Regions from separate parts of the Macaca mulatta genome. Here region 1 is linked to region 2. A link is a contact called in public Hi-C data. All regions are on one chromosome and are shown on one strand. The core of a region is the stretch at or near the end of the contact, and the rest is flanking DNA. Distances in the headings are between cores, read along the strand shown. Region 1 holds the start of RNGTT (RNA guanylyltransferase and 5'-phosphatase). Region 2 holds the start of SRSF12 (serine and arginine rich splicing factor 12).

Region 1 (4,723 bases), core at 1,490-3,989, 140 kb before region 2:
GTAAAGTGAATCCTAATATTTGCAACATATAAGTTTGAACTGCCATAACATTTTCCTCAATATGCAAAATATCAAAGAAATTACTGTGATGGTTAATACTGAGTGTCAACTTGATTGAATTGAAGGATGCAAAGTATTGATTCTGGGTGTAGGGGGCGTTGCCAAAGGAGATTAACATTTGAGTCAGTGGGCTGGGAAAGGCAAACCCACCCTTAATCTGGGTGGGCACTATCTAATCAGCTGTCAGCACAGCTAGAATATAAAGCAGGCAGAAAAAAAATGTGAAAAGACTTGACTGGCCTAGCCTCCCAGCCTACATCTTTGTCCTGTACAGGATGCTTCCTGCCCTCAAACACTGGATTCCAAGTTCTTCAGTTTTGGGACTCAGACTGGCTCTCCTTGCTCCTCAGTTTGCTGACAACCTATTGTGGGACCTTGTGATTGTGTGAGTTAATAGTTAATAAACTCCCCTTTACGTGTGTGTGTATATATATATCCTATTAGTTCTGTCCCTGTAGAGAACCCTTACTAATAAATTACACGATTAAGTACAAATTACTTTTTTTTGAGATGGAGTTTCACTCTGTCACCCAGGCTGGAGTGCAGTGGTGCAGTCTCGGCTCACTGCAACCACCGCCTCCCGGGTTCAAGTGATTCCCCTGCCTCAGTCTCCCGAGTAGCTGGGATTACAGGCACACACCACCACGCCATCATAGCTTTTTGGCTATTCATATATCTTATTTTGTGAAGTGTCCAAATTTTTTGCGAGTTTTTAAGTCCTTTGAATTTATTCTGTATAATACATTGATGGTGGGGCTATCAAGTGTTACCGCTTTGGAAAACAGGTTGGCAGTTTCTTAAAATTCTTAAAACATACACCTATTATATGATGCAGCCATTCCTCTCCTAGAGATTTACACAAAAGGAATGAAAGTATATGTCCATACAATGACTTGTACATAAATGTTCACAGCAGGTTTATTTGTAATAGCTAAAAACTGGAAACAACCCAAATGACCATCAATAGATGAAGAGGTAAACAAATTGTGGTATACCCAGAACAATGGACTACTACACTGCAATAAAAAAGGAATAAACTATTGATACATGCATAATCTGGATGAGTATCAAAATAATTATGCTTAGTGAAAAAAGCCACACACACTTCCTTCCACCCCAAGCAGAGTACTCACTATATGTTTCCAATTATTTAAAAATTTCTAGAAAATGCAAACTATAATTACAGAAAGCAGATCAGCAGTTGCCAGGCAAAGAGATTTAAAAAGGGACAGGAGGAAACTTTGAGGGGTGATGGTTTCATGGTTGTTTCCTAGGAAAGAGATGTATTTGTGTATATATAGTCAAAATTTATCAAACTGTACACTTTAAAGCCTATTGTATTCAAGCTCAATAAAGATAAAAAAACTACAAGAAAAATGATTTAAAGAAACAAAAACCAGACCAAGCAGGGTGGCTCTCGCCTATAATCCCAACACTTTGGGAGGCCGAAGTGGGAGCATCGCTTGAGTCCACGAGTTCAAGAGCAGCCTCGGCAACATAGTGAAACTGTCTCCACAAGAAATAAACAAAAAAATTATGGCTGGGCGTGCTGGCTCACGGCTGTAATCCCAGCACTTTGGGAAGCCGAGGCGGGCGGATCACTTGAGGACAGGAGTTGGAGACCGGCCTGGCCAACATGGTGAAACCCCGTCTCTACTAAAAACACAAAAATTAGCCAGGTGTTGTGGCACGCACCTGTAATCCCACCTACTTGGAAGGCTAAGGCAGGGAGCCGAGATCACGCCACTGCATTCCAGCCCGGGCGGCAGAGAGAGACTATGTCTCAAATATATATATTATAAATGTGTATATATATATTAAATAAACAAAAAAAGTAGCCGGGTGCGATGGCAGGAGCCTGTAGTCCCGGCTACTTGGGAGGCTGAGGTGGGAGGATCGCCAGCCTCAGCGAGAGACCCTGTTTCACAAAAAAAAATAAAAACAAAAAACTAACAAAAACACCCTCCAGATTCCCAGTCTCAATGTGACCCCATTTCACCGCTGGGAACCGCCCCTTCCCTCCTTATCCTCCTCCATCTCAAGACTGACACTCATCCCTTCTAATTCGAGGGGAAGGTTGAACCCTAAAAGGTTCACAAACTACTAAGACTCAAAGTACGCCCACTGTATTCCTGGATCCTCACCTCCTGCCACCAACCTACTGTCTACCTTCACATTCGCACAGTTAGCCTGGCAGGAATAGTGACAAGTGCCCCCCATCCGCCGACCATCCCCTCCCGTTCATGTTCCCAAACATTCGTCCACGAAGCGTAATCAGATGGAGCATATCCCACTCCTGAAATACCACTAACGGGCACAGAACCACCAAAAGCTGAGCTCCTCAGTCGGCCCACCCCCGGGCACGCTGGAGTGTGGGGATTCGAATACCCCCCAGTCCAGGTTACCTGCCACCGGCTGGCCGCGCCGGGGACAGTTCAGCCACCGCGGCGGGATCTTGTTGTGAGCCATGTCTTGGGGGCTGCGCAGAGCTGCCCTCCCTCACCAACGTTCGCCGCGCCTTTGCAGCCGCCTCCCCGTGGTCCGGTGCGCACCGGGGTCCGAGACACCCGAATCGCAGCAGTAATCCGAATTCCAGCCGCTCAAATCCGGGTAACGTCAGGGGCAGCGCGCCACTTTCATTCAGGATCAACTCCACCGCTCCAGGCGAACCCACAATGCACTGCAACTTCCGCCCCCGAAGGCCCCGCCCCCTTCTTTCCGAGGTCAGAGGGAAAGAAGAGGAAGCTCTGCGGAAGGATAGCAAAGAGTTAAGGCGGCGACGAATGGGAGGAGCGGTCCGTCTCTCGCCCCGCTCGGCCCCGCCCCTCCCGGTCGCGGTCCCCGGACGCGCACTTGCGCTCCTGGTTTGCCTTTGCATATGTGCAATTGCGTTTGTACCGAACTCCGCAGGACGAAGCGTGTATTTTTTTCCAATCTAGACAACCTAGAGAAACCCAAAAAAGAGGGAAGCCAAGCCCCTTTCCATGCGTTGATTGCCCGTCACTTCCATTAAGGCATCTGTTTTACTGATGAAGGAGGCCTTCTGAGCGTTACCACAGCGCAAGCTTGGCGTCCCAGCTGGATCTAGGTTTGATTTGGTATTAGGGAAAGTTGTTCAAGGGAATAAGTCTTAGGAGAATTCTAAGGGCGTGAGATTGGAGTACCAGAAATGGGGAATTTTTCTTACGGTGAGTACTTACGAGGATCTATGAAGCGTCTGAAATTAATTCCAGAACACTTAGAGTTTTGTTTGTACATTTCTTTATCAAAGTTTCAAAGCATACTGGGGAGTTTGAGAAGGTCCATGTCTCCAAAAAAGTTACTAAATAATGTGTATAATTGACAAAGGCAGGAGTTGCTCAGTGGAGAACCGTTTCGTGGCGGTGTTCTCCTCTGCCTACCAAATAAACAGTCCCTTTTATTTTCCCTTCGAGTTAAGCAGAGGTGCTTGGAAGCATTTTATGAATGCCGTCCTTTAACGAGCCTTTCCTTTGTTACCAGATTAAATTAGTGTTAAATATAAAGCTGGATGATGGCAAATCAATTATAAAGTAGTTTGGCTTTAAACACCAATGCTGTATTGGAACTGCAAGAGCATAAGGCTGCAGGGAATACATTTTTAAAGCTTCGATGGGGAACTTTCTGGGAAACTCAACCCCTTGAATGCCTGGACCCCCTCAGTAAGAGTCCCATCAGTAGAGACAGTCTGACAGCCATCTCTCTGAGGCAGCCTGAGTTAGGTCACACTTCTGGTCTGTCCTGCTGTTGCGTCTGCTCAGAACTGTTAGTGAAAGTGTCAACTCCTCCCCTGACAGAACAAGATAATACCCAGTTTGTTTTAAGGCCATCAGTCTACCCAAATAATCTCCTATTAATTCCCTTTTCTGCTGATAGAGTGTGTACCATGCCCAAAATGGTAAAAAAATAAAACCTTCCATCCCCAGCCCCCTTCAAGGATGGGAAAGGTGAGCCTGATCCTGGAAGAGTATCTTACCTTCCCCTTCTGGGGATGACTCCCCTTGGAGACTCCCCTTCCCACACACACTGTATCTACCCAGTAGCTCAGTTCTAGGCACACAGAGGCTTCATACCACTGGTGAGCAACTATTATTGGCTGTAAGGCAGCAATGTGCACTGGATTTTTACTCAGCTATCCAGTTATGCCCTCTCCATACTCAGTGCCACAGAATTGGGAGGACCCTGGGGCTACCTTTTGCCCACAATAGAGAGTAGAATAAGAGAGTGGCATCCCGATGAGTAGGCAGTTTCTCTCTGCCTGTCAGGAATGACTTGCCTGATGTGTGTTTCTGCCATATTGCTCCTAGGCCCAAGTCTCTTTCTTCTCTGTGAGAAGAAAAATAGACACAGATGGACCAACGTGATTCCTCCCCCGCTTCCTGGAACCCCTGACTCACACTCTCAGATATGTCTTCGTCTCCTCTTTATCAGATGTAGATTCTCGTCGTTGGTGAATCTTTCATCAAACATCCATTTTGCCCCTAAGGAAGAGTGTATACATGTAAAAAATAAGATTGAACGTTCTCTTTTGGCAAAAGAGAGAGATCTTATCTGTCTTCCCTTTTCCTAAGACATTTCCTTGAGAAACACTTGTATTTATTAATCCTTCCTCTTCACTTTGCTATGTAGATAAATCTTTTGTTTT
Region 2 (4,282 bases), core at 1,588-4,087:
TCAACCTCCCAAAGTGCTGGGATTACAGTGTGAGCCACCGTGCCCGGCCACAGCTTTTATTTTTTTAAACTTTCTAAAGGTCTCTCTGCCCCAGGCTGGAGTGCAGTGGTGTGATCATAGTTCACTGTAACCTTGACCTCCCAGGCTCAAGTGATCCTCTAACCTCAGCTTTCCCAGTAATTGGGATTACAGGTGTCATACACCAGGCTATATTTTACAGCTTTATTTATTTTTTGAGACAGAGTCTCACTCTGTTGCTCTGGCTGGAGTGCAGTGGCCTGATCTTGGCTCACTGCCAACCTCCACCTCTGGCGTTCAAGCAATTCTCGTGCCTCAGTCTCCTGAGTAGCTGGGATTACAGATGCCAGCCACCATGCCTGGCTAATTTTTGTATTTTAGTAGAGACGAGGTTTCACCAGGTAGGCCAGGCTGGTCTCGAACCCCTGGCTTCAAGTGATTCGCCCACCTCAGTCTCCTAAAGTGCTGGGATTACAGGTGTGAGCCATCGCGCCCAGCCTTATATTTTACAGCTTTCAAATCTACAAATGGGATTTTCTTTCTTTCTTTTTTTTTTTTGAGACGGAGTCCTCACTCTGTCTCCCAGGCTGGAGTGCAGCAGCACAATCTCGGCTCACTGCAAGCTCCACCTCCCCGGTTCACACTTCTCCTGCCTCAGCCTTCCAAGCAGCTGGTAATACAGGCGCCCGCCACCACGCCTGGCTAATGTTTTGTATTTTTAATACAGACAGGGTTTCACCGTGCTAACCAGGATGGTTTCCGTCTCCTGACCTCATGATCCCCCCGCCTCAGCCTCCCAAAGTGCTGGGATTACAGGCGTGAGCCACCGCACGCGGCCACGAATGGGATTTTCATATGATTCAACTTAATGCTAACATCTAAAGACTGAGTTTACACATACAAAATCCAGATTTCTGATTTCTCTTTAAAACTAGGAAGATACGTTAACAGTAAGTCCAGATGTCTACATGGCAGCTGTCAGCTGGAGCCCAGAGGCAGATGCTGCTCCTTTTAGATGGCATATTTCCTTTTCTATTTGCTATTCTATTTCTATTTGATAGTCCACACCATCCTACTGTGCCTTATAACCTGGCAGCCTCACTCGTTTATATTACCCTGGCTGGCCCCTGTGAACCATTAGAATTGGAAACCTTTGATTTTTCTACAGACACCCTGAAAAGGCTTGATGCTTATTCCGTTTTCAAGTTGTCTGTTCAACTGCGAAGTTTTTAAATTCTGCCCAAATCATGAATTTTGTTCGTGTTTTCTATGTAATATATTGATAAACAGGCTGAGAGAAGAAATGTAAACAAGGCACCTTTGAGATGTTAACTAAGATATATTAATCACAGCATATAGTTGTGATACGTGTACTTGGGGTGATCAAATAAAAAATACTTGGCCGGGCACGGTGGCTCACGCCTGTAATCTCAGCGCTTTGGGAGGCCGAGCTGTGCGGATCACTTGAGGTCAGGAGTTGGAGACCAGACTGGCCAACATGACGGAACCTCGTCACTACTAAAAATACAAAAATTAGCCGTGTGTGGTGGCATATGCCTGTAATCCCATCTACTTGGGAGGCTGAGGCAGGAGAATCGCTTGAACCCAGGAGGCAGAGGTTGCAGCGAACCAAGATCGGGCCATTGCACTCCAGCCTGGGGGACAAGAGCGAGACTTCGTCTAAAATAAAATAAAATAAAATAAAATAAAATAAATAACTAAAAAATAAAAAATACGTAACATTTATTTACTTCTCAAAGGTAAATTATAATACTTATCGCAGATGAGTATGGAGTCAAGAGCTCCATATATCTGTACCTGTCTAATCAGTCCCAGGTAAATCACTACAACGCTTAGCTTCCGCTCTCCCTTATATACAATAAAACAGTACTGCATAGGTATAAAGGTTGGGGGAAGTAAATGAAGTAAGCCCAGTGAAATGAAAATGTCTATTAACACAGTTCCCTCTCCCCTGCCCCCAATTTCTCCAGCTCCATTAAGGAAGGAAGTGCTATATGAAGAAGTCATTCCTTAATATGTGTTCAGACACTCTGTAGACAGAATTCTCAAAAGAGGGGTAGGGCATCAGGATCAACCAGGTGAGTCTACCCTCAAGCCATTAAAAAGGGTGTTAATACTAGACTCAGAACTTTAAAAGAAAAACGCACCGATCTCATTCATTGAAGTTATTTTTTGTGTGCAGAATAAAATTGTGTGAATAAAATGCAAGCAGCACCGTAAGTAGACCACAACCGGGGGAAAGAAACTGTAAGGCCCGAGTACGCATTATGGTACAGTACGTTCTCACCAGCTCCAATTCCTCTTCATCTAGGAGGGTTGGAAGCGCGGTTTTATCAGGGCACGGCGACAAAGGGGCTGAAACGCGGGCACTCGCTGGAGCGCAAACCCTCCCGACTCGAGGCGGGGAGAGATCTGGGCTCCGGAGAGGAGCGCCCCGTGCCCCACGGCCCGCCGGCTGCGGCGCTGAGGCGCGGAAAGCGGCGCGGGCCCGGCAAGCGATGTGCGCGGCGCCGGGGCTGAAAGCTGGCCGAGAGGGCGGAGGCGCGAGTCCCGCCCAGGCCGCGGAATAGTCCGCGGGCTCACACCTCCCCCGGGGAGGCGCCTCCGCCGGCAGCGCAGCCTAGGCCCGCGGGGAGGCTCCGCGCAGCCCCGCCGGGCCTCGGCCGGGCTCCGCGGCGCGGCCGTTACCTCGCCCCTCCTCCGAGCCCCCAACCTGCAGCCGCGGCCGTTCACCTGGTGGCATCCGCGACGTTCCTGATGAACAGGGAGGTGTTGGGGGGCCTCGTGTAGCGAGACATGACCGCTTCCTCTGTTCCCTCCGGGTGTGCCAGCGGCCGCTAGTCTCGCTCAGTCTCCCGCTACCGCCGCTGCCGCCACAGGAGCTCCGCCGGCCCCCGGCGCGACCCCCACCCCTCGGCCTCAGCCCCGCCAGCGCGCAGCCGCAGAGGCCGGCGCAGGGGGGGCGCAGCGCGGCGCCAGCCTGGACGCACGGGCCGGGGGCGGGGGCGGGGCCGGCGCGGCCCGGGGACCGCGGGAATCCCGAAGACAGGAGCGTGGCCGTTCCGAGGCCCTGTGGGATCCAGGTATGGAGGGTCCTGGAGTGCGACGGGATTTGGGGAGGGGGCGGCGGGGGCTAGTGTATGTCAGGAGGGCGGAAGCCAGAGGGGGCTTGGGGCCGCGGCGGGGACGTCGGGGGTTAGAGGACCCAGAGGTGGTGGCGGGGCTGCGGCTGGGCGGAGGTGGGGGCGGTAAGAGCCGCGTTCAACCGCGCCCCCGCCCAACCCCCTGGGCTCTCAGCGCATCGTCCTCAGCCCAGGACCTTGGCAGTTGGTAGGCCTCCTGCCCCTTTGGTCTTGAGCTTTCAGCTTTCCAACTGTGAGGTCTCGGTTTTGTTCGGATTTGTTTTTTAATAGAGACGGGGTCTCGCTGTGTTGCCTAGGTGGTCTCGAACTCCTGGGCTCAAGCCTCTCGTGCCTTGGCCTCCCAAAGTGCTGGGATTACAGGTGTGAGCCACCGCGCCTGGACTGTTGGATTTTTAAGTATTACATGATTCTTCATCCTTTATTCACTTGGGACATAACACTCAGCTGTGAGTACATTCATTCAAATGTTTATTGAGCGTCTACTATGTACCAGGCACTTAGCGTGGGATATAGCAATGAACAAACAGGCCAAGCCCCGCCCTCAGAGCTTACTTTCTAGAGAGGGGGACAAACGAATGTACAAATGAATACATGATGTAGGAGACAGCAGTTAAAATGCGGGGACAATTAAGCAAAATTTAAATTACCCTCTCCCCATTCCCCCAAAATGTTGTAGCCCATTCCCTTCTAGTTAGACTCTTGTGTTCGCTTTGCTCCTGTGGCCTGCAGGCACAGCCTGTTACTCAGCGCTGGCACTGTAACCAGGCAACTCCTGAGTGTGAAGAGTACCCCTTTTCGCTCTCTGAAGTGGTAGGCTTTGAAGAATACATGTCACGGTCACCCTTCTAGCTCACAGCCCTCCCAGAGGCTGTGGAGGTTCCTCAGTCTGCAGCTGTACTGGAACGGTGGCTATTCTTTCATTCAGAAGGGATTGCTTTGGCACTGCAGGCACAGGGCTAGACTGGCATCGTGCCTATTCCCCTGGAGCTTAGAATTTGGTAAGGAGGCAGAATCTAACAGTCACACTGGTAAAGATACAGACTATGATACAGGGCTATGAAAAGAACTATATGCTGCTGAGAGCGGGCATTGTGGGATGA

What was found. Hi-C and Micro-C count contacts between places; a contact is called where the count stands out from the background.
Region 1: a contact with region 2 is called in a Hi-C map of liver, with 3 times the contacts expected there. The contact joins the promoter of RNGTT here to the promoter of SRSF12 in region 2. A contact is called at or near these places in 4 of 14 Hi-C or Micro-C datasets (cortical neurons, fetal cortex germinal zone, fibroblasts and 1 more).

The regions. Positions count from the first base shown.
Region 1 is chr4:97,012,114-97,016,836 of T2T-MMU8v2.0, reverse strand. It overlaps RNGTT (RNA guanylyltransferase and 5'-phosphatase), which reads right to left and starts at 2,739. Exons shown (of 15, transcript XM_028847364.2): 1 at 2,466-2,739. The coding sequence starts at 2,529. LOC144340317 (a long non-coding RNA gene) reads left to right here and starts at 2,876. Exons shown (of 4, transcript XR_013416298.1): 1 at 2,876-3,248.
Region 2 is chr4:96,868,576-96,872,857 of T2T-MMU8v2.0, reverse strand. SRSF12 (serine and arginine rich splicing factor 12) reads right to left here and starts at 2,837. Exons shown (of 5, transcript NM_001195585.2): 1 at 2,773-2,837. The coding sequence starts at 2,837.